2 separate regions of the Mus musculus genome follow, and region 2 is linked to region 1. A link is a contact called in public Hi-C data. All regions are on one chromosome and are shown on one strand. Each heading gives the region's core, a stretch centred on a gene start, on an enhancer-like site or on the middle of the called end of the contact. The rest is flanking DNA. Distances are from core to core; before and after follow the strand shown.

Region 1 (7,648 bases), core at 1,431-3,930:
AGATTGGAAGAAGCAGGGCATTTGTGTCAAGCTGACCAGTGCTATAGCCCTGGTGTGGCGTGTAAATGAACCACTCTGATTTCGAAATCTTTATTTTAAAGAGGTACTGTAAAAATTAAAGATCATACAGAGAAAGTGTCTAGCTATAGGTTCTGGCACTTTAGTATATACAATTATTTTTATTTTTATTTATTTGATGATGTATGAACATGCATGGGTGTGTGCATGCATGGGTGTGTGCATGCATGGGTAGGTGCATGTATAAGATAGGTGTGTGCATGAGTATGTATGCCTCCTCACCTGTGTGTGTATTTTCATGTGTTGTTGGGGTGTGTGCATATGCAAATGAATAAATCTATGTTTGTAGACCTCAGGTCAATCTTGGCTTAAGCCAGTGAACCCAGGAGAGGGGCCCTTCCAGCTTCCCTAGTAGTAGGATTACAAACACATGCTGCCATGCTACATTTTTCAACATGGATGAGAGCTTGAGTTCACTGACTGAAGGATCTTTACAACCTCTAAATAGAATTGTTTTTATAAGTTCAAAATTGCATTTCCCATTAGCTCCATGTCAGAGGAAAGATACAGAGAGCTCACTGTATAGAGTTCTACTCTAGTTCCTCAGCCTGCACGTATATCTTCAGCTGTTCCACTCACAGTGACCCTGCAAATCTTAGAATTCCCTTCTTTAAAAAGGTCTCAAACTGAGTGAAAAAGAGAGATGATTTTTCAATATGGGTACTTTATCCCTAGCAGACTAGAAAAGATACAGTGTCAACATTTGCTAACATTGCCAATATTTTGGAAAAAACATGCTAAGTGTTAATTATGAACAGTTAGAGTACATCTTGATGTACATGTTATAAATTCAGAGAGGGACAAAGTGCACAGGAGAAAGAAAACCGTATGTTGGCAAACTCGGAAACATGGAAACGTTACTCTTTCATGGTTTTCCATGCATTTGAATCTTTGGACAGTTACTCAATTACAGCTTGTTAACTGTAAGCTTCAAAGCAACTCTGCAGCTCAGGTCACCTTAGTCAGGCAATCAGCCAGTCAATGATGTATGAATTCCCAAGAAAGGAAAGGCTCTGAGCTAGAGGCCCATTTTTATTTTCCTCAGTAAGATGCTTGATGCTGAGAGCCTGTCATTCCATCAGGAGGCCCTGCTAATGGCCTTTCCTTTTGAATCCTCTGTTGCTAGAGCTCTGAAGAGGCTTGAGTTGAGTCCCTCCCGTCTGCCAACCAACATCACAGCTCTTCCTGCCTGCACCAGATGAAACCCTTTTAGTCCGGAAGCTTTCCCAGATTAATACCAGACCTTAATCTCATACCACTCCTGGCCCACTGCTTCTCAACTTTATTTTATAAATATGTGTATTGTTTGGGCTGAACTGAACCAAATTGTATTCTCCCCAAATTTGAGGATAGCACTCAATTATAAGATCATAGGGTATTCAAGATCAAAGGGTTTTTTTGAGGTTTAGCTAAATCACCTCATTTTTCAGATTAAGATAAATCAAAACACAAACTCTGTAAAGGAAAAATATCCTCATAGTGTAGATGGCAGTAGAATCTGAGACAGGAAAGAAAACCCGGGGCTAGCATCTGGTTCTGCAAACAGCTAGCTGTGTGGACTCCAGCTGCTCACTTGCCCTCTCTGTGTCTTGGTTTAAATTAGTCTGCAAATTGCAACATTGCAGGCATTCCGCAGAATGAATATAAAAGGCTTGGTAAATTTAAATAAATGCTGCCTGCTATAAAGTCACACCTGACAAAATGCAGACCAGAACCAGAACTCCAAATGCTTGAAGTCAGTGTCTCTTCTTTCACCGCGGATGATTGGGAAGTTACTTAAACTTCTGCATATCTTTAGCATATCCCCAAGTGTGCCAACCCTCTGAGAACAGCCTAAGCATCCTTCAGGGGTGGCTGCCTCCCAGACAGATTAGAATTCTTTTGAGACAGGTATGTAAGAGGGATTTTGTTATTGTTTCATGCCTCAGGAAAAGATTCCATCACTAAAGCTGCAATAAAAATGTTACTTCTATTAAGGGGAAATGATTAACACTCCTTAAGTTAGGCAATAGTTTCCCACCCATTTCTAAATCTGGCCTCACAGGAACTAAGCCACACAGATGGGAAACCAGAAACCAAAATGGGGAAAAAAAAAGAAAAAAAAAAAAAAAAAAAGAAAAGAAAAGAAAAGAAAAGAAAAGAAAAGAAAAAAGAAAAAAAGAAAAAAGAGAAGCAAGAAAAAAGGAAAAAGGAAAGAAATAGAAATAATTGGACATGGTGAATATATGTGGTTGAAATTCTTCATCTGGTTTGTCTCAGCTGGTTGTGGAAGTTATGCAGATTTGAATACAGTTGAAAATCCAAGCAAAATATTATGAATCTGAAGCCAGCAGTATCAAGCTTGAGGAAAACTGAACCAAGGCAAACTCAAGTGTCAGGTATTACATGTCTTTTCTGAGAGTGAAATTCTAGCAGGAAGGTGCATTCAACTTGCAAGAAAGGACTATGCCCTTCTAACTAATTATCACCTTTGTGTTTACATTTCATGAGTCAGTGAGCTGGAATGATTAAAGCACATGTTTAGAGACTCAGACAGGAAGGAGTGAGCCAATGCTGCCAGAGGATGCTAAATGTGCCCATCCTGGCTGCCCCTGTGGAATCCAGTCTTCTCCTGGATTCAAGGTTTTGCTTACACAGCCTGCCAATGGGCCCACCACAGATGTGTGGTGGTTACTTGAAGAGAGTGGTTCCACATGGAAAGTAAATCAGCATATATGAATGACTCACAACATCATTCTCAGCACAGAATCTTTGCCATGCAGGTCAAGGTATCCATGGTGTCTTGTTTGAGACCATAGTAAAAAGACAATTCTCATCAGAACAATATATGAGATAGGACACATGATTTATCTTGCCTGAGTAATGAATAAAAGGAAATGATAGTGGGTGAGATTGAGCAGAATAAAGAAGAATTTTCTATAAGCTTAGGATGAAAAATGAAAACATGCTTGTGTTATGAAGCCTAACCCTACGGAATCTCAGAGGCTGAATCAACAAACAAGTACTTTTAATTTGAATTTTAATAAAGAAGTGATTAACTTGTTAATAATCCACTAGCAAGGGTAGAACATGATGGGATATGACCATAATCTCAGCAGTGCAGAGGGCTGGGAGTTCAAATCCAGCCTCAGTGACCTATTAAGTTCAAGGCCAGCCTGGGCATCATGTAGACCAGGTCTCAAGCAACCAAACATAACCCACACAAATAACTTACAGTCCCATTGCAACTATACTGTCACAGACTATATTTTGAAATCATCTACATGGTGGAGGCTGAGGAGGTGACTTGGCAGTTAAGAACATTGCTAGCTGAGTTTAGTTTTCAGTATCTACATGGTAGCTCACAACTACCCATAACTCCAGTTCCAAGGGTTCTGATGTTCTCTTCTGTACTCTACATGCACTGTACATAAGCACAAGCAGACAATAATCCCCACAGACAAAATAAAATTAATAAAAGATTTATTCACTAGCTTCTATGTGGCTATAAAACCATGGCTTCTCAGACTCATGAAGACCACTGAGCCTCTTCTCAATATGTAAATGAGGAAGATACGAACTAAGAATTTTAATTGTAATATATATTTATAATGAATATTTATAATTCATAGCATGAAACTTCTTCATATATAAAAAATTATTTTAAAGATTTGCCTTAACTATGAAACTATGAATAAACCATCACATAGATGACTTAAAGTTCTGGGGTCTAATTTAAAGATGTAAATATTCATTTAGAAGATATTTATTCCTTTATGGACATAGTTTTAAGTCTCCTGAATACCTGTCCCTGGGTAATCCTGGATCATTTATATGGAGTGACATAAACAGCAGGTTTTAACATCAAATTTCAGGGGAGAGAAAGGAATAAATAAATAGGGGGAGAAGGTGCTAATATGGGTGTTTAACAGAAAGGCCTTGGGGACAGAGGCCTTGGGCAACAGTGGTACTTTGGTGTTAGTTTCTTTTCCTTCCTGAGACAGGAAGAATGCAGAAATGGAAATGTCTGCACAATGAGCATAGAAGCATTTTCATTTCTTGAGGTAAACAGACAAAACCCACAGGTAAAGTTTCCAAGGTAGTTAAAATTCATAGATAATTAAATGTTGCTTTTGGTTCCATCAGTGTTGCTCAGAGCAGGACTGGGGGTGACAGTCACTGCTTGAATGCAGGAGCCCTTCGTTCATGCTCAGGGGCAAGCAGAATATAGTCTTGAGGGTGCCATAGACTGTAAGTCCAAGCTGGGATGGACACCAGCTCTATTCAGCATACATGTTCAGGCAGTACATGTTCAAAGTTGTTTTTATTCAGACTAGTTATTGGTCTCCATTATGAAAATTGTTAGTGACAGAGAAGCAATTATTGTCACGGGTACCACAGTGACTACCATGGAAAATGGAAGACTGCCTCAGCTATTATCAAATTACTTAGCTAAACAGTTATGGTCTTGAAACAGAGAGTAGACTCACAGTTTTCTATACCATATTATAGTGAATAGCACTTAATCTCTTCTCAGAACATATTCATCACCATCACCTGTGTGTGTGTGTCTGTGTGTCTGCCTGTCTGTCTGTGGATACCAAAGGTTGATTGATGTAAGCAATCTTCCTCCCCACTTTACTTTTTGGGATAGGATCTCTGACAGAACTCAGTGCTTGCTGACTTTACTAGACTGCCTAGTTACCCAGCCTAAGCCACAGGATCTCCCTATCTTCACATCTCCAATTCTGGGATTGCAGGCATGCATCAGCTTACCCAGGTCTTTTACATGGGTGCTGGGTGTTCTCATCCTTGCATAGCAAGCACTATGTTGACACAGCCATCTCCTCTGTCTCATGTTGGCATTTCTTATTTCTTTTTTTTTTAATTATGTTAAGACTTTAATTTTTCTATATATAATCTGTACAGCATCTATCGTCTTAATCCTTTTGTGATTTTCTTTTTTTTCTTCCATTTTTTATTAGGTATTTAGCTCATTTACATTTCCAATGCTATACCAAAAGTCCCCCATACCCACCCACCCCCAATCCCCTACCCACCCACTCCCCCTTTTTGGCCCTGGCGTTCCCCTGTACTGGGGCATATAAAGTTTGCTTGTCCAATGGGCCTCTCTTTCCAGTGATGGCCGACTAGGCCATCTTTTGACACATATGCAGCTAGAGTCAAGAGCTCCGGGGTACTGGTTAGTTCATAATGTTGTTCCGCCTATAGGGTTGCAGATCCCTTTAGCTCCTTGGCTACTTTCTCTAGCTCCTCCATTGGGAGCCCTGTGATCCATCCATTAGCTAACTGTGAGCATCCACTTCTGTGTTTGCTAGGCCCCAGCATAGTCTCACAAGAGACAGCTACATCTGGGTCCTTTCGATAAAATCTTGCTAGTGTATGTAATGGTGTCAGCGTTTGGATACTGATTATGGGGTGGATCCCTGGATATGGCAGTCTCTACATGGACCATCATTTCATCTCAGCTCCAAACTTTGTCTCTGTAACTCCTTCCAAGGGTGTTTTGTTCCCACTTCTAAGGAGGGGCATAGTGTCCACACTTCAGTCTTCATTTTTCTTGAGTTTCATGTGTTTAGGAAATTGTATCTTATATCTTGGGTATCCTAGGTTTTGGGCTAATATCCACTTATCAGTGAGTACATATTTCTTATTTCTTAATGTTCACTTCAAGATGGTAATCTGCAATGGTGTCAGCGTTTGGAAGCTGATTATGGGGTGGATCCCCCAGTATGGCAGTCTCTAGATGGTCCATTCTTTCGTCTCAGCTCCAAACTGTCTCTGTAACTCCTTCCATCGGTGTTTTGTTCCCAATTCTAAGAAGGGACAAAGTGTCCACACTTTGGTCTTCGTTCTTCTTGAGTTTCATGTGTTTTGCAAATTGTATCTTGTATCTTGGGTATTCTAAGTTTCTGGGCTAATATCCACTTATCAGAGTACATATCATGTGAGTTCTTTTGTGTTTGGGTTACCTCACTCAGGATGATGCCCTCCAGGTCCATCCATTTGCCTAGGAATTTCATAAATTCATTGTTTTTAATAGCTTCATAGTATTCCATTGTGTAAATGTACCACATTTTCTGTATCCATTCCTCTGTTGCATACACCAGCAAGATTTTGCTGAAAGGACTCTGATATAGCTGTCTCTTGTGAGGCTATGCCAGTGTCTGGCAAATACAGAAGTGGATGCTCACAGTCAGCTATTGGATGGAACACAGGGCCCCCAATGGAGGAGCTAGAGAAAGTACCCAAGGAGCTGGAGGGATCTGCAACCCTATAGGTGGAACAACAATATGAACTAACCAGTACCCCAGAGCTCTTGACTCTAGCTACATATGTATCAAAAGATGGCCGGGAAGAGAGGCCCCTTGGTCTTGCAAACTTTATATGCCTCAGTATGGGGGAACGCCAGGGCCAAGAAGTGTGGGGGTGTGTGTGGGGGGTATAGGGGACTTTTGGGATAGCATTTGAAATGTAAATTAAGAAAATACCCAATTTTTAAAAAAGGGAAAAAATAATAATAACAAAAAAATAGATGGTGATCTGCAAATATGCTTCAGCATTTCAGTTTGCATTATTCAGGGATCATCATGACAGCCAATCATTCTATATTTTAAAGGAAGAAACTTAATTCAGGTTAGTTACCATACGGAAATGCAGAAAAAGGAAACAGGAAATGATGAGACAGTCTGTCCTTTCAGCAAGCCCCAAGGTAAAGAAGAATGCCTTTTGCTTGGTTTTGGCTGAAGGACAAGGGACTGCAGTGCATATTTTACATATCAAAGCGTCCTGGCTTCCAGGTTCTCCCAGCACCCCTTAGTTGACACCTGGCCTACTCTGCCCCCAATCCAGAACTTTCCAGCCCAGGGGCTGGGCTGCCCTTCCCCCAGAGGCTCTTCCCTATATAATTCAGACTTTTTCACTTCTCCTCCACTTCCTCTCCCTTTTCCTCTTCCCAGTCCTCTTTTTCTTTTTTCTTTTTTCCTTCCCTACACCACCCCCTTTCCCTTTGGGGACTTCCCTGGTCTTGGTCCTTGGGGACTGCTCATTTCTTTGGCAGTGAAGAAATAACCTATCATCTGTCTCCTCTATAGGGGGCACACAAAAACATTTAATATCTAAACAACAACACCTTACTTAAGAAGAAATCAAGTCTACTAAATAACATTGTTTCAAGCCTAAAATTTATATTATATTATTTTTTCAATTTTTATTAGATATTTACTTCATTTACATTTCAAATGCTATCCTGAAAGTCCCCTATACTCTCCCTACTACCTCCACCTCCGCCCTGCTCCCCTACTCATCCCCTCCCACTTCTTGGCCCTGGCATTCCCCTGTGCTGGGGTATATAAAATTTCCAAGACCAAGGGGCCTCTCTTCCCAATGATGGCCTACTGGGCCATCTTCTGCTACATATGCAGCTAAGACACAAGCTCTGGGGGTACTGGTTAGTTCATATTGTTGTTCCACTTTTAGGGTTGCAGACCCCTTCAGCTCCTTGGGTACTTTCTCTAGCTCCTCCATTGGGGGCCCTGTGTTCCTTCCAATAGATGACTGTGAGCATCCA
Region 2 (7,648 bases), core at 1,792-4,291, 350 kb after region 1:
AAGAGATGGAGTCACAAAGGTAGCCTGTGGTACAGCCTGAAAGGATGGAATGAAGAGAGAGATCCGTACTCTACCAGAGAGCAATGAAGAGGGGAAGTGATGTTTAAAGGAACAGAGTAACTCCCAGACAGACAGATGAAATCAGCAGATATATTCAAGGAGAAGATGAATGGGAAGAAAGCACAGCATGTATGCAAGGAACATTCGTTTACCTATTATCTACTTTTGTGGAAATGAGTGAGAATTTGGGGGGTGGGGTTGTTGTTTGTCTGATAGTCTCGGAACCACCTCTTTTTGTGCCTCAAACACTGTTTCAAACAATTCTATTTTCTATCAAGAGAAAGTACAATGTCCTTCAAACACAATGCCATGGCTCTCTGAGCCTCTGTTTTAAAGCAGCTTGGCTTTTCTTGCCCCTTGGCTCCTAACATGATTTGTCACATGCTCTTACACAATCATTTAAAATACTGAATTACCCATAGTGTTTCCTGAAAATAATGGATTTCAGTGACTTTCAAATATTAGTGCCCCGTTGTTACTAGTGCAAGTCCCAGCCAGAACTGTGGGAAAATGTAGATTCTGGTCAAGTAGGTTATCATGGTGGTGCATACAGGTGGGCTGTGCTGAGAAGGCAGAGCTGGAAGACCAAGGCTTATTGTTATTTTCAGTCTTCCATTTGTAATCTCATGATTATGCATAGAACAATCCTCTCTTGAATGCCTTAGTCCATGATCATTACATTTCTAGAATATGATTCATTTCAACCACTTTCACACCAACATAGCAGAAGAGCTGGTGAAGGGCATGGACAGAGATTTTAAAAAAAGTTGTCCATTCAAGCAAAAAGATCTATATCCTTCATCTACCAAATCGAAAGACAGATTTGAGAGAATTCTACATTTGAATAGAAAACTGAAACAGGAGAGATATCATTTGGAAGGGATGCAGGCATTATGAGACAGTTGCCCTCGAGTCTTCAGTTGTTTCAAAAGTGGTAATCCTCAAGTTCTAGACAAGCCTCTAGACTGATTTAAGGGCCACCTTGGGTTTTAGCAATGGGAACATATAATATAAAAGACAGTGGCTACCGTTCCTGGCCCAGCACCAGGATCAGAATACTGGTGAACAAAGGTCGTGTGACTCCTACATGCTTGGTGATGGATCAGCAGCAAGATTTCATCCTATGTATTCTGTGAGTGGGAGTTACTTTTTTATTGCCCTGATAAGATACCACAACCAAAGCAACTTGTAGAAGATAAAGTTTATTGAAGGTCACAATCTCAGAGGATGATGAGTTCATAACCATCATGGCAGGAAGCATAGCAACAGACAGGCAGGCTTCACACTAAAGCAGTGCCTGAAAGCTTACATGTTGAGACAATAATCAATCATGAGGCAGAGAGAGAGAGAGAGAGAGAAAGAGAGAGAGAGAGAGAGAGAGAGAGAGAGAGAGAGAGAGAGAGAGAGAGAGAGAGAGAGAGAACTAGGGGTGGTGTGAGCTTTTAAAACCTCAAACACAGCCCTAGGGACACACTTCCTTCAACAAGTCCACACCTCTTAAACTTTCCCAAAGAGTTTGACCAACTGGAGACCAAAACATATGAACCTTTAAGGACTATCCTCATTCAAACCATCGCAGCACAGACGAGCTTATCGTCATCATGCTTGTATAGTCTCAGGAAAGAATTACTGACAAGCAGAAATCATATCTTTTCCAAATAACCACACAGGAAGAAGATCCTCAGAGAATCATCACATTGTCCTGTGCTAGCACGGAGGATCACACAGTCCCCTGAAGAGAACCAAGAACATAAGCTAGTGTTGGAGCATAATCACCAACAGCACGAATAGACTTAAGCTTAAGACTCAAAAGACAAAAGAATTGAGGAAGATGCTCTAAAACATCAGATACCTGAAGAATGAGACAGGGTTGGAAACCCTGCTTGCCAAGTCTGTCAGTAGTGCTTTGAGATAATTTAGAAACAATCAATAGAAACTACAGATCACACAGATGTGGGTGGAAATGCAGAGAAGACAAGACCAGTGTTCTGATCCTGAGGACCCAACCACCTGGAGAACCATCAGAGAGATTTGAACTCTCTTCATTCCCTGCATTTTAGGCTGTACTACCCCTGAGAGCTTTCAATAAAATAAAAAGACAGATATGACTCAGGCAAATTATTTAACCTCTTTATGTCTCGGATTTTAGCTGAAGAATGGGAATAATAAAGCTTTCCAGGTTTATTAAGGGCACCGCGTTATTATTTATAAGTCACTTGGAGCACTGCCTTGTACAGAATAAGTGCTACTTAGGCGACTGTTAAAAATATGATGTCTGAATTTTCCAGAGTTTTCTATGTGTATAGAAAAATTCAAGCTAGAAGTCTCAATAGTTTCACAGACCACCAGAGTATTGGAGCCTCTCTGTGCAACTACCATATTTTTAAGAAACTCCTATTCTCTTTACCTTGAGAACGGGGCAGAGAGAAATGTAATTTATTCTACCTCAAATATTAGTCCTTCTTTCTGTCTCGTGCATTTGAACTCTTAGTTGAGATCATGCTCAAATGCAAAGTGCCTCTTATTCAAAGGCCCTTTGCCATTACAACCCAAACCTAGCTATCTGATGTGCTGTTTACGGCTGGCTGTAATGGAACACATTGAGATAAGATTTCTTTTCCAGTCTCTCCCATGATCTCAGTTCCACTCTTTCCCACAAAGCACACATATACAGATGACTGTCTGCCCTTGTTACACTGGAAGTTCCTTGTGGTCTTAGATTGTGTCATTTTCAAAGTTCTGTCCCTCAAAAGTGAGTAGCACAGAGTTGATACAAATTGTATACTGATTATGGCTTTGTTAAGCAAACCTATTCAGAAAAAAAGTTGAGAAATGACAAACCTCTTTAAGTAAATGAATAACTAGTCTCCTTGTAAAAACCAGAAATGGTCTGGCGAGGCTATCTGGCTGTGCCCTCCATCTGGGGTAGTGTTTGAATCACCTGTTTTATCAGAAGACTAAACTTTTAACCTCAGCCCTACACTACAGGCTATCTAGGGACATAAATGGAGCCATGTGTCCTTGCCACCCTAACAAACAACAGGCTTGTTCTTTCAACTGCTTGAAACTCTTGAAGTTTCACATGACTACAGACTCTTAGAAGTTTTAAGGATTTTTCCACACCCTCCCGTCAGTCTTCTTTCAAAATAAGTCACAGCCAGCTGCAGTTAGTACCATGTATAATTGAAACATTTAACTTTGTTTTCTAGTAACAGGAAACCTGAGCTGGAAATCCCTAAGGAACATCTATAATATCAGATGTAGTTAAAGCAGAAAAGGGCTCAGATACCAGCCGGTAGGAGGAAGACCCATAAAAACAAACGTAAAGAAAGGGGCCAGTGTGCCCCTTCACCTTAGCACAGGACATTGAAAAAACAGCTGCAGATGAGGTCAGGCAGTGGGTACTACCCAGGGCGATTTCATCTGGGGTGAAAGTGATGACTTTTGTTTTGTTGCCTTTTTGTAGTTCCTATCTTGTTCTCTCTGTGTCCTCCCACATTGCCCTGGTTTGTTTGTTTGGAGCTGTTACTTTGTCTCTGGCTCCTCTTGGTGTTTTGTAACTACTGATGACTGCTCACACCCTTTTTGCTTCCAGATCTCCCTGCCCCTTGGGAGACGCCATCAGACTCTGGCTTCACCAACAACTGTACTTTCAAAAGGATTAGCCAGATACCCTCACCTAGACTCTTCTGTTCCATTTGGGGTTTGGTTTTGTTTAGAGTTTTGTTGTTGCTGTTATTTTTACAAGGAAACTACTCATTTTAACACCTGGAAGATGAGCTTAACAACCTGAGTTCAATACTAGTAACCTATGATTTAATGAAAACAAACTCCTCAAAGTTGCCCTCAACCTCATCCCCATGCACTCAAGCCCTCCCACCCCACCCCACTCCCCCCCCCCACACACACACCATGTAAAAAACACATCATAAAAAGGAAACCTTAAAATCACATTTCCAACCATAAAATTGCCTTCCGAGTGTAGATTTTTCAGTCTATTGAGTACTGTCTAAAGTTTTCATCTTGAAGATGCAAGGAAATATCTTTACCTCCTATCATTGAGAAGTCTCTTGGTTCATCCTGGCCCTTCTTTTTCCTCATCTCTTACCGCCCTTCCTCTTGCATCTACTCTGTCACTCAAAGCAAACTTGCAAACATCCATCCTTCTATCCCACATCCCTCTGTACTTGCTGCACTTTCTGCCTCAATGCCTCCACTGTCATCGTTGTCTAATCCACGCCCAGCTACCTCCCTGCACAGTTCAGAGTTCATCTCCTCCATGGTATCTCAGCCTTCCAAATCTGTTGGTACTTCTTTCCTATCTCAATCGTTGTCTGTGATCACTTGTGTGAGGTGGCCAGTTTTCTCCATTATGAATACTATTTTAACTTTATATTTAAGAGGTATGGGGAGGGAACATGTTAGGAATGTGTAATCCTCCTGACATAAAAATTTCCCCTTTTACTGCCTATTGATGATATATGATGCCATCATTTCTATATTTTAACAGTGTTTAACTATTGAGAACTTTCCCTTTGCTCTTGCTGATATATTACTTCATGGATCTATTCATGACAGTAGGGATTTATTGATTCTTACTCTCACCAATTGATTACAATCCATTATGTAATTATTTTGGGTCCTAAAGGTATCTTCAGACAACTCAGTGAGACCTCTACAAATTGGCTTCACTCTCCTTCTGATACAGAGCATTGTTTGCTACATATTTCTTTGTTTCTGGCAGGCACAAAAGTGTATCTTGGACCTACTCCATACTTTCCCTTGCTTAGAACTGAAATCAGCCACGCCTTCTGGTTCTTTATTTAAAACCAGCCTAACTTTATCCAGACTCAATAAATTCACTAATTTAATCTCTGTAGCCAAATCTATGTAGTTCACAGTTTTGTAACTACCACTTTGTTCAAATCATCTCATTTTAAAAACAAAACAAAACTACTTTTCTGGTTGATGTTCATTCTTTGGTTGTGGCAAATAGACAACAGTTGATCTTAGAATTCTATAGGCCTCCTAGTTATAGGATTTTATAAGGAAATATCTAACATTAGAAAACTCGTGAAGAAAACTGATTAAATCATAGTTTTGAATCCTGAAAATTCAAATAGCATAGTGTCAACTTTAGCAAGGGCACTATTGTATCTATACCTCATATAGATGACATACCAGAGAGCACAAAGAAGGTGGATGGTCTAGTTTACATAGCAAGACAGGAAGCCAGAAAAGGGAGGATTTAAATTCATTCTTTTATTAACACCCTGTGTCCTCAGGACTAACGCTGGATCTCATGAGAGTTGCCTTAATCCCTTTTGGGGGTCATTGTACTCTGCAGTCTAGTGTTCTCCCACTATGTCAGAACTCTGATAGTACAAGTTGTTAACATTGCCACACTGGAGACTGAGCTACCAACACATATGTCTCTGGGCAGGACATCATATCCCTATCCACAGCATGAAATCACATAGTGTCCATTCTTTTGTGTCTGGCTTCTTTCACTCAGGGTTATGCTTGAGAGTTATCCATGTTGTATTCTGTTCCTCTTGTTGAATAATATCCCAATGTATGGATGGATATATTACTGTTGAGTCTCGGTTATTATGAAAGAAAATATTATGAATATTTATGACCACATCTTGATGTGGAGATAGGTTTCATTTCTCTTGGAGATGTACATGCACTAAGTATTTGACTTTTAAAGAAATTACCTAGTTTTATCCAAGGTGCCTACCATTTTAAGTCTTTTTAACTTCAGCTGTTCTAGTACCTTAGAATATTCTATTATAGTTTAATGTGCATTTCTGTAATGATGCTGAGGTTTTGTTTGTTTGTGCTTTTAGACAATCTACTACTCTGTAGCCCAGATTAACCTCAAATTCAAAACCTATATTATTTTGTTTCTTGCCTGATAAGATACCAGGGTGACCTAGTATGCCTGACATCAAGCATATTTTGATGAGATTATTTTTCTTTTGTATCTCTTATTTCTTTCTAATTTCCTAACCTTTAAATTAAGTTGAAATTTTAAGTTATAATTGACATGAAGCATTATTTATATATGCTGGATATACAACCTTCATCAGATAGATTTTTTAAAAATAGTGTCTTTCAAGTATTCTTCACCTTTCATTTTTCAAAACCACTCCCTTTGAAAGGCAAAAGATTTAATTTTGTTGAAGTTCAACTTATCTATTTCATTTCATTTTTTATATTATTTCTTAAATGATTTTTCTTACTTATATCACAAAGGATTCTTCTGCTTTCTTCTGGAAGCATTGAGGTTTTAGCTCTTAGGTTTAGGACCATTGCATTTTTCATGGTGATATTCCTCTAGTGTATTTAGTTTGCGTTTTTATCCAAATATTCTAACATTTGTTGAAAATTTGTTCTTTCCTACTAAATTATCAACTTTCTCAAAAATCAGTTGACCATTTTCACCAGTATATCACTCACAAATACATATACACATTTTATTTGTACTATATCAAGTCATTGTGATCTAGATTATCTATGTTTATATTAATTTACATTGACATTGTAACTTTGGAAATTATAAAAATAGTGTAAAATTTTCTTCTTTATCCATTCTAAAACTTACTTTAGCTATTCAACTATTGTTAACACTTCCAGATAGATAGATAGATAGATAGATAGATAGATAGATAGATAGATAGATAGATAGAGATAGGGATATAGATATAGATGTATTAGTTTATCAATTTTATATGCCAAAAAAATAACTGTGGGAGATAATGGGGAGGTTCATCAAAAAGGCACTTGCTGAGCAAGCATGAGGCCAAGAGTTCAAATCCCTAGCAAGACACCCTGCCTCAATATCCTAGAGATCAGCTAGTGTCAACTTCGAGCCCTATGCACACAAGCACATTTGAGCATGCATACATACATACATACATACATACACCAATACCACACGCATATACATATACATAGTCAAATGAAAACCCATATTGGTAAAACCTGACTTCTAAACGTATTTTTGAATGCCTTGATTCTGTATGTCCGTTTGGTTAGAGTTAGTATTAAAAACTAATGTATTCTTTTGATCCAGAAGCTTGATATGCTGCTTAAATTATTTACATTTTAAAAATTTTGTCTTCTGTCTGATACAGTGCTACAGATCTGCTATTTCAGCACAAAAAAAACAGAGGCAAGAGAATCATAACAGAGAACCACGGTAAAATGTGATCCCTTGTGAACTGCCTTTCTCTAGAGCTTTCTTCGGGAACTATTGACTAAAATGGCAAGGTCACTGGGAGTCACTGTCACTTAGCAGAGAAAACAGATCAGAGAAGCAAGAATAAAGAAGCTAAAGAAGCTAGCTGAACAAATGTGTGCTAGTTTCCCATCATTATGCATTCCAGAAAAACAAACGTAAGTCACTGTTTACAGCTTCAATAAGGAAAAGTGGACTTTACATGAACTTAACAGAACAGCCCCATAGAAAGTGGGATCTGGGATCAATTCCAATTTAACACTCACTGTGTGACAGTTTCTCTGGGCCTTGGGTTATTCATCAAAAACCTAGAGATCATAGTGGGTCTTTAAGCCAAAAGAG

The links. Hi-C and Micro-C count contacts between places; a contact is called where the count stands out from the background.
Region 2: a Hi-C map of nephron progenitors shows a contact between it and region 1, with 2.1 times the contacts expected there. The contact joins two enhancer-like sites. A contact is called at or near these places in 2 of 484 Hi-C or Micro-C datasets (both in nephron progenitors).

Annotation. Positions count from the first base shown.
Region 1 is chr13:90,168,976-90,176,623 of GRCm38.p6, forward strand. No RefSeq gene overlaps it. Among named protein-coding and RNA genes, the nearest start is that of Gm41013, 9.8 kb to the left of the region's middle. Within about 2 kb of position 2,681, at least 15 of the 459 cell types and tissues checked have an H3K27ac peak or open chromatin away from gene starts, as enhancers often do. A contact at or near this core is called in nephron progenitors, where this site is marked.
Region 2 is chr13:90,518,465-90,526,112 of GRCm38.p6, forward strand. The region is part of intron 1 of Gm35111 (a long non-coding RNA gene); the gene reads right to left. Among named protein-coding and RNA genes, the nearest start is that of Gm35111, 27 kb to the right of the region's middle. Within about 2 kb of position 3,042, at least 29 of the 459 cell types and tissues checked have an H3K27ac peak or open chromatin away from gene starts, as enhancers often do. A contact at or near this core is called in nephron progenitors, where this site is marked.